Linked DNA regions of Mustela erminea: region 2 is linked to region 1. A link is a contact called in public Hi-C data. All regions are on one chromosome and are shown on one strand. Each heading gives the region's core, a stretch centred on a gene start, on an enhancer-like site or on the middle of the called end of the contact. The rest is flanking DNA. Distances are from core to core; before and after follow the strand shown.

Region 1 (7,364 bases), core at 3,593-6,092:
CATGAAGGCCAATTCCAAGATCTGTAACATAAATACAAAACAAAACTACTTCCAACTGGTAACCGTGACTTGAGGAAATCATCTGTGCAACAGGACCAGGAAGCGATTTTCTAGTGGCCTTTCCAGTCTAATAATATAGAAATCTTGCCAATTAAGGGTACAGACAGACAAGTGACTCCCATTCCAGACTGAAGGGGACGACAGCCCCATTATCCTGCTTGAACTAGGGTAAGCCTTGCTTCAGCATTATTGAGCAAGACAGTACTTACATCTGGGGTTAAGGAAATAATTTTAAAACTACTCATTAAAATTCAGAAAGTATCATTCCTCAACGTATTGCCAGTAATTATGAACCCTTGGTGCGAATGGCAATGAATGCTTTTGAAAGGATTTCTTAGAAACTATCTCAGGCAGTGTAAAAAGTCTTTTCAGTGATCACTATTACATTTCTTAAAAGCACACAGAAATGTGCTTTTACACATAGGCAGGTCTGGGACACACCTGCGTGTGCATACAGCAGACACTCAAATGTTTCCATCCAAATAGCTAGGCAGAACACTGACCGGAAGCAATGAACGAGAAACCCCAGCTACTGTACCATAGACAATTGTCTGGGGAATATGAGGTTAAATTAAAGTCACAGCTAACAGCCGGAAGCTAGGTCTCGGTGATGCTTGCAAGATTTTTAAAGCACAACTTAACAGCTCTTTACATACCAGACATCACCTGAACTCTAAAATGTTTATTAAGTTCTCTTCCTACTGCATTTCTTTTTAAGCACTGAAAAGTCTGATGTCAAAATCTTCAAAAATTATTTTCCATCTGAGGACAGGTTCTAGGACACAAGTTTTAGGTACTAGAATTTATTCCTCAACTCTCTGGATCCTTGGCCTTCAGGTCCAATGATTTAGTATGCAGAACTTTAAGCACCACGGGGCTTCAGAGGAGATGCGGTTGGCAAATAGTGGTCAGAACTGGGGTGAAGACTGGGTAGACTGTACTACCAGTTATTTCATTGCACATTCAAATCTGAAAAACTGGGAGGCTTTCTCGAAGAACACACTGAAAAATAAAACCGTAATGGGCAAGGGGGTTCGATGGGCTGTAGTTATAAAGCAAATACCCAAGAATGACCTGTGAGGTACACGCACAGTTTGTATTCTAAACACCTGCACATTCAGCTGTGTATTCCTATGTAGTCTACAGAATCAATCATTCATCAATCCCCAAATCTGGCTCTACTGCTTTCAAGTAACCTAAATTGCTAAATATTTCCACTGTGAGCATGTTTACATAAATACCTCCCTAAAAAGCCACTATATGCTAAGTTACTTAACTGTGTAAAGGAGAACTCAAAATTCCCCATTTTCAGTTTCCACGGAAGAACCATGTTATCCTCTACGACCAAAGAATTACCAACAAGTTTTTATCATACGGGGTAGTGGGGTAATCTATACTCCCGCACTCTATTTTAGGTTCTTAGAATTTATCTGAAAGAAGTCCAAAGAGGAGGAATCAAAAACTCACATTTCAACTTTTGAGAATAAAAATTCAAACGTACCTTTCGTTGAATTCCAGCTTAAGTGATTTTTATGTAATCTTGCAGCTGATGAAAAGCAAAAAGCAACCAATCTCTGCAGTGATTAGCCTGTTCTTTAAGACTATGGGTCATCTACCCCAGGACTTTCTAATGGAACAAGGATTCCATGGGGCAAAATAATGGTTTCTCAAAGATGGGCAGAATGGAACATTTAGATCTTCACTTCAACAGGGAAGCAATGACACGCAATCCTTTTGAGTATCACTTTGTCTGGTAGAGGCTACCTTTGTCTCTCATCCTCATTTCACGAGATAAGCCTGGCAATGTGTCCATGTTTTGACTTTATAGATAAAAAAAAAAAGTTACCCTGTGTTTCCTCTAACACCTAAATATGTATACACAGATCATCTTCACTCCTATCAAATGTTTTTCAGCATGACCAATGTGCAACTGACATTCATATAGCTTATTTGACCTAAGTCTTCTGAGAAACGTATCTTTTATAGCTGAACCTCTATAATCATGACAAGAGATTGATTAAAATGCCAAGATAAGAAACAATTTATTATAGAGAGAAGAAAAATTTCTCATCCAAAATATAGAAATCTGTACAACTTTGCCACAATCAATATACATGAACTGTACAAATTTACACCAGTTCATAATTTACCAAATAAAAGATGACTAACAAAGTTCACAAAATAGATGGTGGTTTGTGGAAAAGACTTTTACCCAATTAAGTACAAGGAAAGTTACAAACCAGACCTCCACTTTCTAAAAATAAGAAGTTTACTCAGTCTTAGAAAACTACAAGCTAGCAAATGTACAGAGAGCTGGCTGGTGCTATCACCACAGTTGAGACAGTGTCTTTTTAAGGGTCTTTTTTAAAGCCTGTTGCCATGGCAGATTCTGGTCACTTGCTACTCTCAAGGCCAAAAACACAATACAAGGTCTGACCATTTCCCCAGGTCATGCTTACTAGGTTTGTCTTATGTACATTTATACATATTTAAGTGCTAGGTAAAAGTCTTGTCAAAATTTCCAGTACTACCACATTTAAAATGTTGAGCTTTCCTATTGAGCTGCCAAAAAAGTTAACAATTTTCAAGTGTTATAGTGCAAATTTCCTCTGCAAGATCTACTGCAGAGAAAGGTTCTTTGAAATACAGATTTGCCTTAAAGGGGTTGATGGAAAAAATTTAGGTGTAACATCTGGGAGAAACTGAAACCACCCTAGGACTTCACTCCCTAGCAAATAAAGCGATCGTTTACTTGGACTCACAGGCTATTAAATCATTGAAAGGTACTGTCCAAACTATGGCACTGTCACTTTAAAAAAATTTTTTTTTTTTTACCACTCTATCTTGTGCCAGATCTTCACAGCTGTGACATGGTTTAAATTCCATAATCCATCCCCAAGAGGAGCCCACCCAAAGCAAAAATCAAATTTATCCATCCATTATAAGATGATCCATCCATAGACTATATCTTAACCTGATACAGTCATCATATTGTAGTTTTTGGAAGGGCTTGTTCTGCCCAAGAGAAGTTCCTCCTTACAGCTGATTCTGCTGTCTACCATTTGCACGTTGCTGCTGTTTTGAGTGCTACCTCCTGCTGGTGAGGCTTCGTACAGCACGCAGATGGAGCCATCCTCTCCAATTCTGTAGGACACTTCGTAGGGGTCAACCCAGAGTGTGAGTTCACTTGGGAGAAGCCTGAACAGCTCCTGACTGCTCAGTCCAATCCGCTGTGCTGCCTGTCCAATCAGAGGATCCATTTTATGGTTGATGCGAATACAACGGTAACCTGATCCCTTGCACGGCTTTTCTGGGAACCAGTGATGTTTATAATGTTCTATAGGGAAGAAAGAAAAGAACAGAACAGAGAAACAACGCTTTAGATCGTTACTGTTAGAGCCCGCTGTAGCTTCTTTCTTCCGCTGGCTCTTCTGAGAAGTGAGAAATTTAAACTATCAACTTTTAAAAAATGCCCAGCATTGCTCTCGCTGCTGTGCGTGTGCGGGGCTGCGGAGAGAGCGGGCAGGGCTTTAGAAATAACACAGTAGCATGGGACAAAACAATCTCCAGGAACCAACCGGTCAAGCCGCCAGAACAGAATCCGGCGCGCGGCCTCGGCAGGCCGGGCAGCCGGATGGCACCGGCGGCCAGGCGGGAACCTGTTTACTTTTCTCCACCCCACCCCAGCCCAGCCGCACACAATGGGGTTTATGGCTCTGCAGGAGAAGCGCCACCGGACTGTTATCCCCAAAGGGAAGAAAAACAAGCAACCCTAAACCACGCTCTGGGCTGGGCTGTAACTGAACCGGTGACAAATCCGATGATTAATGGTCAGAGGTAGGAGGCGCGGGGAGACGGCACGTCCGTCCCGGGCTGGCCCCGGGGCAGCGGCGCGGTTTCCCACCCCCGGGCCCGGCCGCCGAGCCCACAACGGCTGGAGGGGGTTGGGGGAGGGGGCGTCGAACCAACCCCGGCCCCACAGCTCCTTTGTCCCCAAAACCGCGGACGGTCCGAGGACCGCAGCTCCCGCCTCAGTGGCCGTAGTTTCTTTGTTGTGCGCCTGTTTCCTTCTCCCCTCCGTGGGCCAGCCGTGGGGGGAGGGGGCGCCCTCGGCCCAGCCCCCAAACCCTCGCCAGGACCCGCCGTTAGCGGCCGCCTGGCGCGCCAGCCCCGGTCCCGCGGCGGGACCCGAGCGCTGCCCGCCCGGGGCAGAGACGCGGCTCCCGTGGCCCGACGGCTCGGCCCGCCTCCCGCCCGGGGTGTACGGTCCGTGTCCGCCCGGCGCCCCTCGCCCTCCCGCCGCGGCCGGCTCACCTGCCAGCAGCTCCTGGAGGCTCTGGCTGAAGGTCTGCAGCTGTCGTTCGCTCGTGAGCCCCTTGGTGCGGAGGAACTTGGAGATGAAGGACACGGCTGCGGCGATCTCGCCTATCATGGTGGCGGCCCGGGTGTAGAAGGGATGCATGGGGGCGGCGGGCGGGGGCGGCCCGGGGCGGCCGGGGCTCGGCGGCGCGGCCCCGACGGCGGAGCGGCCACCCCGGGCTCCCTCGCAGGTGAGAGGGCTGAGAGGAAAAGAGGGCGGGAGGGGCGGACAGCTACTTTTTTTCTCCTTTATAGTAAAAAAGTTATTTTCACGACAGGAGGCGGCAGGCGAGAGGAAGAGACGAGCGACGGCGGCCTGGTCACATCGCTCGGACTTCCCCAGCCGCCTCCGCGTCCAGCTCCCCAGCCTCCGAAGCTCCCAACAGTTGCATTTCCAGCTCGGAGGGGCGAAGAGATGCTGGCGCCGTGCAGTAGCTTTTATAGCGCCGCGGAAAGGAAGTGGCGTAGCTGGAGTATGACGGCCGACTCCAGCCAATCCGCAGATCGCACCATTGTGACGCACCAGGTTCGGAGCCGGAGGGGGCGGGAAAAGAGAGCAGGGGGCGGATGCGGAGACAGGGAGGAGAGGGAGGAGCTGACGTAATCCGCTTGTAAACAAATAAACTCCAGAGCGGCGGCCGGAGACCGGCGGGCTGTGGCCAGGGGATCGAGCCGAGCGGGGGTGCGCGTGTGAAAGCCCCGCCCCCAGCTCTAGCCCCTCCTTCCCGCTTCAGCAACTCCGGGCCCAGCGCCAGGGCATCCTCTGCGAAAGTGCGCTGCCTGGGCTCGCGGGCGGGGAGGCTCGGTGCTGGGCAGATAAAAGCCGCCCTGCTCAGGCTGTCCGCGCGCGCGGATTCGGCTGCAGGTCCGCGCCGCCGGTCCACTCGCGCGCTGGGTGTTTGTATCCCTTGTATCCCGTTCCCGCTCCGGTCTGAGAGGATGGATCCCCAAGCTGGAGGCATGTGCGGAACAGGGCGGTTCGGGTCCCCGTGCGGAAGGTGCGGAGGAAGTGGAGTAAGGGGACCTTTGCGGGTCTTTCTGCAGAGCCCAGGGAGCCGAGGTCTCCTAGCAGAGGCGCTGCCAACTCCACGGAGCCCTTCCTGCTCCACCTTCGGGAAGGAGTGGGGGATGTCTTTGTGAAAGTTTAACTGCAAAATAAAGAAAAGGCTAGTAAGCCTTTTGTGGTTGCTGTTTAGTAGCTTCTGGAGGCAAACGAGAGGAGTGGAGAACTTAGAGAATCCAACTTAGTGCTGATAGGAAAGCCTGCTATTGAAGATAAATGTAGTCACGCGGATTCCGTGAAGTTTAAGCTTTATTAGAGGGGGAAAGTTGTTTAATGCATTTTACACCGTTTAAACCCTAACCAGAGATTCTTTTTTTATAGTCCGGTAACTGTCGGGCCCTTAGAGTTCTGCTGCTCATTATAAAAACAAGAAAATAAAGATTAGAGTTGGAGCTTGTGAAAGTATTAGTCGTAGACATTTGAGTTTACTGGAAACCTTACTTGCAAAACTAGAAAACAAAACAAAACAAAACACAATCGTATTATGGCTTGAGACTGCTAAAACGATTAAGCCCAAGAGTGGGTTAACCCTAACTCCATTAAGGAGGAGGGGAAAAAAAAAAAAGATAGTGAGTCGGGCAGATGGAGAAAGCAAACAAGAGGCAGAAGTTGAACTCTACCAGATGGAAATAAATACCCTGAGTTTAGTTTCATCAGTATTGCAAAACACACCACTTTGAGGTGTGTGTGTGTGTGTTTAAAAAATACTGCACCAAAAAAGTATAGAAATGAAGCAAAAGCAGGATGTTATAAAGCAGAGGAAGAAAACGTTTTATTGTTTAAATGAAATATGCAAAACTGGGTTTGAAAGAGCTTGCAGATTTTTTTTCATTCATACACAGTAACTAGTTACATGTGAACTAAGTTAAATACTTTTAAGATGGTATTGTTAAAAGCATTGAGTTTTGTGAACATCTTAATTTTTTTGGTTGAGTACCTCAAAAATAATTGTAAATAAGGCACATTTGTTTCCTCTTAGGACTTTTCAGAAAGAGCCGTGCTTAAAATAAACGTCATGGTAATTCACTGAGGACTTCAAACCTCTTTTACTACTCAAAAGGGAGACAGGGAAACAGAAGTAAATTCTGAAAATCGCCGGAGCCCTAGCACAAGATCTTCTGATATCCCTAACTCCACCCACCCTTAATCTCTGGCTCTTCTCTTTTCTTTCACCTTATCAGTCATTTGAGCATTAGATGATAAATCAAATGAAGGTTTTTCTGCTCCAAGCCTGGTCTCCAACTTGGGCTCCTAATAATCCTGAGCTCTATTTGACTCCTCTGCAAAACAATTTATGAAGTTAACAAAATTCTAGCATTTGAACTCAGACTTGTCTCCCAAGGGTGTGTTCTCTCCACTTTTAACTGCCTTCCCAGGCAGGGGCTGGACCCCTTCTGAAAGCTTTTTAAAATCAGTTGAATAGGGTTACCAGAAAGTTAAACTCACATGCACACAGTTTTTTTTATCGTATATGTATGTTTCCCTCCTTAAATCATTATTTTAAGTGACTAATGGATTTAAGAACTTACTCTTCTTTGTAGGGTATCTAGGGAGAACTCAGGGAGAGAGCTGGAAATAAACATTGGTCCTAAATGAAAGCTTTAGATAGGGCACAATGTTAATTACTAACAGTTTTCAGTTCTGGACATACATATGTTCAGTAGTATTTTTCCAGAGGTTTAGTCAGGCTCTTCCCATCTGAAAAGCAAGCTAGTGCTTCTCCACAGCTTTTGAATTATAAAAGCACTTTCTCATTTTGCTGTTAGGTTAAACTGTAGGGCAGTCTCAAATACAGTTGACCCTTGAAAAATGCAGGGATTAGGGGCAAGGAACCACAAGCAGTCAAATCCATGTATTACTTGGGGCTCCCCGTAACACTTAA
Region 2 (7,364 bases), core at 2,393-4,892, 110 kb before region 1:
GGTGAAGAGGCACATAGAATAAAGGAAGGGACTTTTTTTCACTTTATTTCTCAAACAGGACAGCTTGCTTTGAATGTGTTTAAGTGATGAGGATAATGAGTCGGGGAAAAGGATATAATCAGGGAATAGTCTAACAGAAATACAGATACTAAGAGGGAATGGTTTGAACAGGGTAAGCAGTGGTTATCAGCAAGTTAGAGAAAGAGAGTTCCATCAAAATGCAGCCAGGACAACCCTAGTTTCTGATGATAATAGATAGCATAGCACAAGTGGAAATTTCTCCTTAAGCACCAGACAGCTCCAACATCAAATCCCAGCTCTGTCTCTTTGGAGCAATGTTCCCCTTGAACAGTACTCCCCCTCTCTAGACTCAGTTTCCCCATCCATAATCATGACAAACATACCCACCTCCACGAGCAAGGCAAGGGTTCAGTCTTGCTCTCCCTACTGACATTGCCTATTCTCTCCCCGTTAATTTTCTTCTTTCCTATTTGTAACTTTCTATGTCTCTCATTTATGACCTAGCCCTCCTATGAAAACGCAAACTAGAGAAGTGTAGGGATTATTCCTATTTTGTTCAATATCACATCCTCAACAGTGTGGTGACTGACACAGAGTAGGTGCTCAATAATTAAGTGTTGAGTGAGGAAATGAATGGGTGAAGAGGATGTTGCTGAGCAATTCCTCATCTTTGACACTATTGGTATTTGGAGGCAGGTCATTGATTTGTTTGAGGAGGGAGGCTGTCCTGTGATTTGTAGGATGTTTAACAGCATCTCCATTTCTCCCCATGAGATGCCAATGGCACCCCTCCCCCAGCTGCAACCAGCAAAAATATGTCCAAACGCTACCACATACCCCTGAGAGGCAAAATCTCTCTAGGTCGAGAAATTCTGCTTAGGGAGCAAGAGCTTAAAAATGTTGCTTTTAGTATCATTTATTATAAGGGAGGAAGAAATTGAAAATGAAAGTAACACGTGGTCACCAAACTCTACCACAACCTGCTTAGTTTGAGGTGGAGAAAATTACGGCAGCTGAGGTGCTGTCGGCTTCACAGCACACTGACATTTTCCTTATGATTTTTCCAAGAGACGTGTTTACAAGAAAACAGTTGTAAATCAAGACGAGCCTCCTGAGTCTCTCCCGTCTGTTAGTCATACGTGAGATATTTTCTTCCTTGTCACCTCTCTGGACAAACAATAATAACTCAGATACTGACCCCTACCCATCGAGTCTGGTAGCATCAAAGCTGATAATGTAGGACATACAGACTTGGGAGGGCTGCCACTTTAAAGAAAATGATGTTTCCACCTCCACATTCTAATTAAGAAAAGATTATAAAAAAGCAGAAAGTACAGCTGCAGTTTTTCCTCTTCAGGATTATCTTCTCTTCAGTTTCCCATTTTTTTTTTACCACCCCATTTCTTTGCTTGGACTAGAAATCAATGGTCTTGTATTAAAATGGCTAATACGACCTTTCAGAAACATGAGGATTTCAGAAAGTGGGAAGTGTTTCGAAAATTGCTTTTGGGAACGTGAAAAGTAATGCTGTGACAAGACCCAGAAACGACTGGGCCGCAGGTTCTCCACCAAAGCCCCGACACCGTGAACTAGGGGGGAAACTGTCAGAGGAACAGAGAGAGCTCATGGTTAGGGCAACCCTACGTCTGGCTTTGCTGGGACATCCCAGCTTATGCCTGCTGTCCATGGACAGCAGTTACGGGCAGCCTCTTTCATTTTCCAAAACGTCCAGGATTGGACAATGAAATACGTGGTTGTCTTACTCAGAGAGAAGTAACATCTGACCGGTCCCACAAAGGAAAGGCGAAGACTGAGAACTGACTGCCTGCTAGTCTATCTGTGTACCCTGAGTATCCCTCAGACTTCTCTCTGCCCTCTGGCGGGCCTGGTTGCCGGGATCGTAGAAAGATAAACAATCTGTGAGTCAATAAATGAACTGGTCATCCACCTAGCTCACTGATCTACATTTCGTTTATCTCTCAGTTCCCAGGAAAAGTGAAATGGTAATTAGGTGATCACGTCACAGAGTCTGGCTTGCTCAGGTATTCCAGAAGGCAAATTTAGATTCAGAGAGACCCAGTGGAAAGTGAGTTGATGACTCTCTGTCAGCCAGGCCTCAGATTCCCAGGCCTGCGAAAAGGGCCTCGGACTGCCAAATGCTGGCCAGAAAGAGACCCTTGACGAGAGCCTCCTTGCCCCATAGCCCAGCACCCCTCAGATGAGGGTAGCCGTGGTAGCTAGACATAGCCAACTGGCCAAGAATGTCCTACCTTGCTGCTAGTAAGATAAGCCTTTCTTTCTCAGGACCAAGAACTCAGCTTCAGTGACTCAGTGTCCAGCAACTTAAGCACCTGCCCGTCAGATCCAGAGTCCCAGGAGTCAGCCGTACAGCAGGCCCTGGTTCCAGAGCCAACCTGAGGAGGAGGGGAATGAGAAGCCAGCAACAGCTGACAGCCTGAGAGATCAGACAGTTTCTGCGGGATGGGCACTGAGCCCTTCCGTGACTAACAGCCTTGCTCACCCCAGCCTCCTCTCCCGGCGATCCCTTCACATTCCAGAACAAACTGCTCTGTTTCCAGAAGGCGTCAGAGTTCCCCTCCTCTCAGTGCCTTTACATCTACTCCAAGCTCTAATCCGGTCTCAGCACAGACATGCTTTCCTCCAAGGAACCCTCCCTGAACACCCAAATTGAAATTCAGGGGTCCTTCTTAAACATCCACTCTGTGTTTCCCACTGTCAGAGAGCTCATCCCACCTGGTTATAACTATCTGTTTACTTATCTATAACCTCTACTAATTATAACCCATTTGATGTTAAGAACTGTCTTGTTCTTTGCTTCCCTTCCCCCCTGCCCGCGACTATAGCAGAAACTCAAAGAGCCTAACTTGAATGAATGAATGACTAGTTTCACTTTGGTGGCAGGGCCATGGGGGATAATGACATGAATAATAGCACCTGAGAATTAAATAAGTAAGCACTTACTCCAAAAGTGCTTTTGGAGTTACGAAGAGCATCTAATACTTCCATCAGGTCATGATTTCTAAGTCACCCACCAGGGACCAGACATTTTGCTTGCAGCATTATTGTGAAGATTAAATTGGATAAAGCGCATATTTGATGTTTAATAAATAGTAGCTGATGGTATTATATAACTTAAGCCTCCGTACAATCTCGTGCTGTGAGTAAGAACACCTGAGGGAACGGAGAGGTTAAAGTGACTTGACAGAAAATGGTGAAGTCGAGAGGCCAAGTAGTATGTCTTTTCATCTTTTTGCTATAACGTGTCACCTCTCTGAAATGGAAGGAAGGAAGGAAAGGGAGGAGGGAGGAAAGGAAAGAAGGTATGGAAGGAGGTAAGGAGAAATTAAAAAGGAAAAAAGGAAGAGGGCTTGAGATATTTTTCTTTTACCCCTCCATAATCTTAATCTTTGTACGTCTTCAAATGAGTATTATTGCATTGCTTTTCGTAGAATATCCCAGCTCCAACTGTTATAGGTATGACTGAAAAAGGAAAATTACAAAAATGACCCGTATCTCTGATCTAACTGAGCCGGGACATTGCTAGGACATAACAAGCATGTGGAGACTGAAGCCCTGCCCACTGGCCCCTCTTGCCAGTGTGTTCGGTAGGAGATCCAGCAGCTGTTGGCTTCCTCCTGACTCTGGCCTTGCTCGGGCTTGCTGGAGTGAGTCACACCGCCCCTGCAGAAGACGATGAGACAGAATGCTTATCCAAGTATTTTAGCAAATGGAAGTTATGGACCTATATAAAGAGTCCTGGAAGTTTGCATGAAGGTAAGGAAGGAGGCATCGTCAATGAGCTGCTTAACCTTGGTTTACGAACAGCCTTTCTCTACAGACAGCAAGCAGAAAAAGTAGATAGCATCCACACACTCTCTAACACCAGAAATTGTAGTGGAAAACACTGGAAATTATAATGGAAAATTTATCAAGCCAGATCAACACCAAAAAAAGGAAACCAATAACTAAAAAAATGCTTCCCCATCAGTGATATAATCCAGAGAACTCAAAAAGACTATACGTTGAGTCTCATGTTTTCTTTATGGACGTTTCCTTGGATGAGTCTAAGAGGATATATGGCATCTGATACAGAACCATCCTGGTCAGACTACTGAAAAACTATTTCTTCCCTCAGAGAATAGATACTAAGTGCCAGGCACTACACAAAATATTAGGATTAAATTGTGAACCAAACGTTTGGTAATAACCTCTCTGTCATGGACTGTATAGTTTGGGGTGAGAACAGATCATCAAATAATCACAGAAAATATAGGTGAGTATAGAGGTGCCTAGGTTGGTCAGTTGGTTAAGCATCTGCCCTCTGCTCAGGTCATGACCCCAGGATCCTGGGACTGAGTCCCTCATCCGGCTCCCTGCCTAGTGGGGAATCTGCTTCTTCCTCTCTCTCTGCCACTCCTCCTGCTTGCGGTGTCTCTCTCTGTCTAATAAATAAAATCTTAAAAAAAAAAAAAAAAAAAAGAAAGAAAAAGAAAATACAGGTAAGCATAAATTCTAACATTCTTATCAGAGAAAATAATTTTTTATTATATAATGAACACATTTTTAAGAACAAGATCTAATTGAAATGTTGTCTATAATAAACACAAAGTTGCCAATAAGTTCCAAAAAAAAAAAAAAAAGCCTGCTAGGTTAATGAAGAAAAAAAAATATTTGTAAATGTAGACAGTGCCCTCTAAGGCAGTGAACTTTCTCATGCAATTCTTTCCAAGAAGTAAATCATTCGGACACTTACGGCTACTACATATTATTTACTTTGTGAGGACGGGTGAAGTAAGACTACACTCACTACTCATTTTATTTCAGAGAATTGCGAAACTTTTGAGTTGGGTAGGGTTTGAAATTAAATTTTATTCTCCGTTATTTCACAGATGAAGAAATCAAGACCAAGAGAAAGCAAGTGACTTGCTCAACATCACACAAGTAGACACATCAAAGCTGGAAGTGAAATTCAGGTTTCCTCATTTCAGTGTTCTTGACCCCAAACCAAGTTGCAATAAGCCCTTTACTCTTTGTGTAAGGGTGCCAATTACTAAAGAGGGGTCATAGTTTGCTTCTAAACATTTTCTCAGTCTCTCTCATTCTCTCCCTCTCCCTCCTTCCCTGTCTCACTCACTCACTCTCTCTCCCTTTCCCTGATTCCTCTGTCTCTCTCTCTCTTTCACACACACACACACACACACACACACACACACCAATAAAATGATAAGCTTAAGGCAAAAGCTATAAAATAAATAGTAACTTGGCTTTCCACTACTAATGTTACATAGCAAACAGACAAAATACGCATTCTTTGTTAACTCAGCCCCTAAAAGAGGCTTTTAGACAAAGCCCAGTCTATGATCCAGATGCTTTGCTGTCTACTTGTGGGTTTGTTTGATTTTATACAGAAAACCCTTTAGTGTTTAAACATAAAAGCCTAAATTGAACAGACCGGAACTCTTTCAAGGACTCAAAATAAATATTATATTATTATACTTAGGCTTTGGCAAGAAACACTTTTTTCCAAGGTGACATTCATGTCACATTCCATAGTGTGGTTATTTGGAATTTACCTTAGCAACTTAACTGTATTTCATTTACTCAAACAGCATAACCTCAGGTGATTAAGAAAAAAAGCTAATGCAAAAACACAAATTTTCAGTATAAATTTCTTCAAAAGCAAGGTACAAATTTGATATGTATTATCTACATTCTAGAGCTAGAGACATTTTTAGATCTGAAATTTGGCATCGTCATAACTTGAATCATCTGGCTTGAAGCAAGGACACGGATGAGACGCCAGAAAACCTACTCCACCTACCACTGTACATGTCTTCTCGTTAGCGCTAGCCAGTTGTGAAAATTCAACCAGGCACTTGTTTTTCTAGGTCTAAATTTTCTCATGTAAACAATGAAAAATCTGGAAGAAATTACCCTGTTAGTCCCTTGCAGCAGCAAAATACCCTGTTCCTTTGGGTTCTCATTTTTATTATTTGCCCCCAAATCTAAACAAGACAACACACGTCCCAGAGACAAAGAGATCTGGCAAAAAGAGAATACACATAGCAAAGGAGGCTCCAGGTAAAATCAAAAAGTGCACATGAATCACACATGGGCCCTAGTACACAGATCATATACATTATGAGAAAAACGGTCCAAGTGAGAGCCCAGATGTCTGATGTCTCTTGAGAGGTTGGTACAACCATACTCTCAAAATATAGACCTTGAGTTGTGAAAAGCATTAAATAGATCTTTCTGTTTTCTTGTCTTTTTAAACAAACTACTGTTGTTTATATACTGATCAGTTTTCCTGAATTTACATGAATGATCATTTTGGAATTGTGAGTGTGTTAGAGATGAGTTGGAAGAGCATTACGTTTAGGTCTGCCACACTTTGTAACATGCCTATATGACATATAACACAAGAACATTAACCTCAACGTTAACTCTGATGCTGAAAATGCCTAAAATGAAATTTTATGAATTAACTTTTATTCCAAGATTTTGCACTATAATTTCAAAGATGGAATTCCATGGCAAAAGCAATAATTGACCCCAATAAATGAGAACAATTTACCTTAAAGCACACAGACATACATGTTTAGAAATCACATTTTTTTTAATAAAAAATAACTTCCTTGTAGAATACTAATTATTTCTTCCATTGATTCAAATATGAAACAAAAATTGATAATGCAGTTCTAGAAAACGGGGTGATTGCCAATTTGAAGTGTGTTAAAGGAAAGCATCCATTTCCCTGAAGGAACATACAGAATCCTTTCAAGACAAGTACACTTACAGAAAACTGTTTTGGACAACACTGTTTCCATTGTAAGCTTCTGGCTCTTTCATATTAATGTCTTTACAGATGCCCTTAGTACCAGAGGGATGTCAATACTGGAAATGCATTCTTTGCCACTCGGCAGAGTATACATAGTAAATAAATATCAGAGTTAAGATTTCAGTGTTAGTTTTTATCCGTAGGGGACTAAAAAGATAGACGTTTACCTTCAGGTCGGATTATACTAAACAACAACAAAAAAGGATAAACAGATCTAAAACAAATGAACAAAAAAGGACAAAAACCAAGGGGAGGAAGACCAAATCAAAAGTTATTTTTGAAACAGCATAGCAATGGTAGATGAGCTGGTTAGCTGTGATAATAAGTTAAACAAGTAAATAAGTATATGTAATAATACATACATAGATAAAACCAGTCATACAGATGCACACACACACATATATATATAACAGCACTGGAAAACAAGAGTGATGTCAATACCAAAGATGTGAGATAATCATAAAAGATATACTGTATTTCT

The links. A called contact is a pair of places that touch in the nucleus more often than the background predicts.
Region 2: a contact with region 1 is called in a Hi-C map of skeletal muscle, with 10 times the contacts expected there. The contact joins the enhancer-like site here to the promoter of BTG1 in region 1. A contact is called at or near these places in 3 of 3 Hi-C or Micro-C datasets (fibroblasts, skeletal muscle and spleen).

What each region holds. Positions count from the first base shown.
Region 1 is chr6:27,727,937-27,735,300 of mMusErm1.Pri, reverse strand. It overlaps BTG1 (protein BTG1), which reads right to left and starts at 4,842. Exons shown (of 2, transcript XM_032346784.1): 1 at 4,375-4,842; 2 at 2,078-3,397. The coding sequence starts at 4,522. The coding sequence ends at 3,030.
Region 2 is chr6:27,832,084-27,839,447 of mMusErm1.Pri, reverse strand. No RefSeq gene overlaps it. Among named protein-coding and RNA genes, the nearest start is that of BTG1, 110 kb to the right of the region's middle. Within about 2 kb of position 3,642, the one cell type or tissue checked has open chromatin away from gene starts, as enhancers often do. A contact at or near this core is called in fibroblasts, where this site is marked.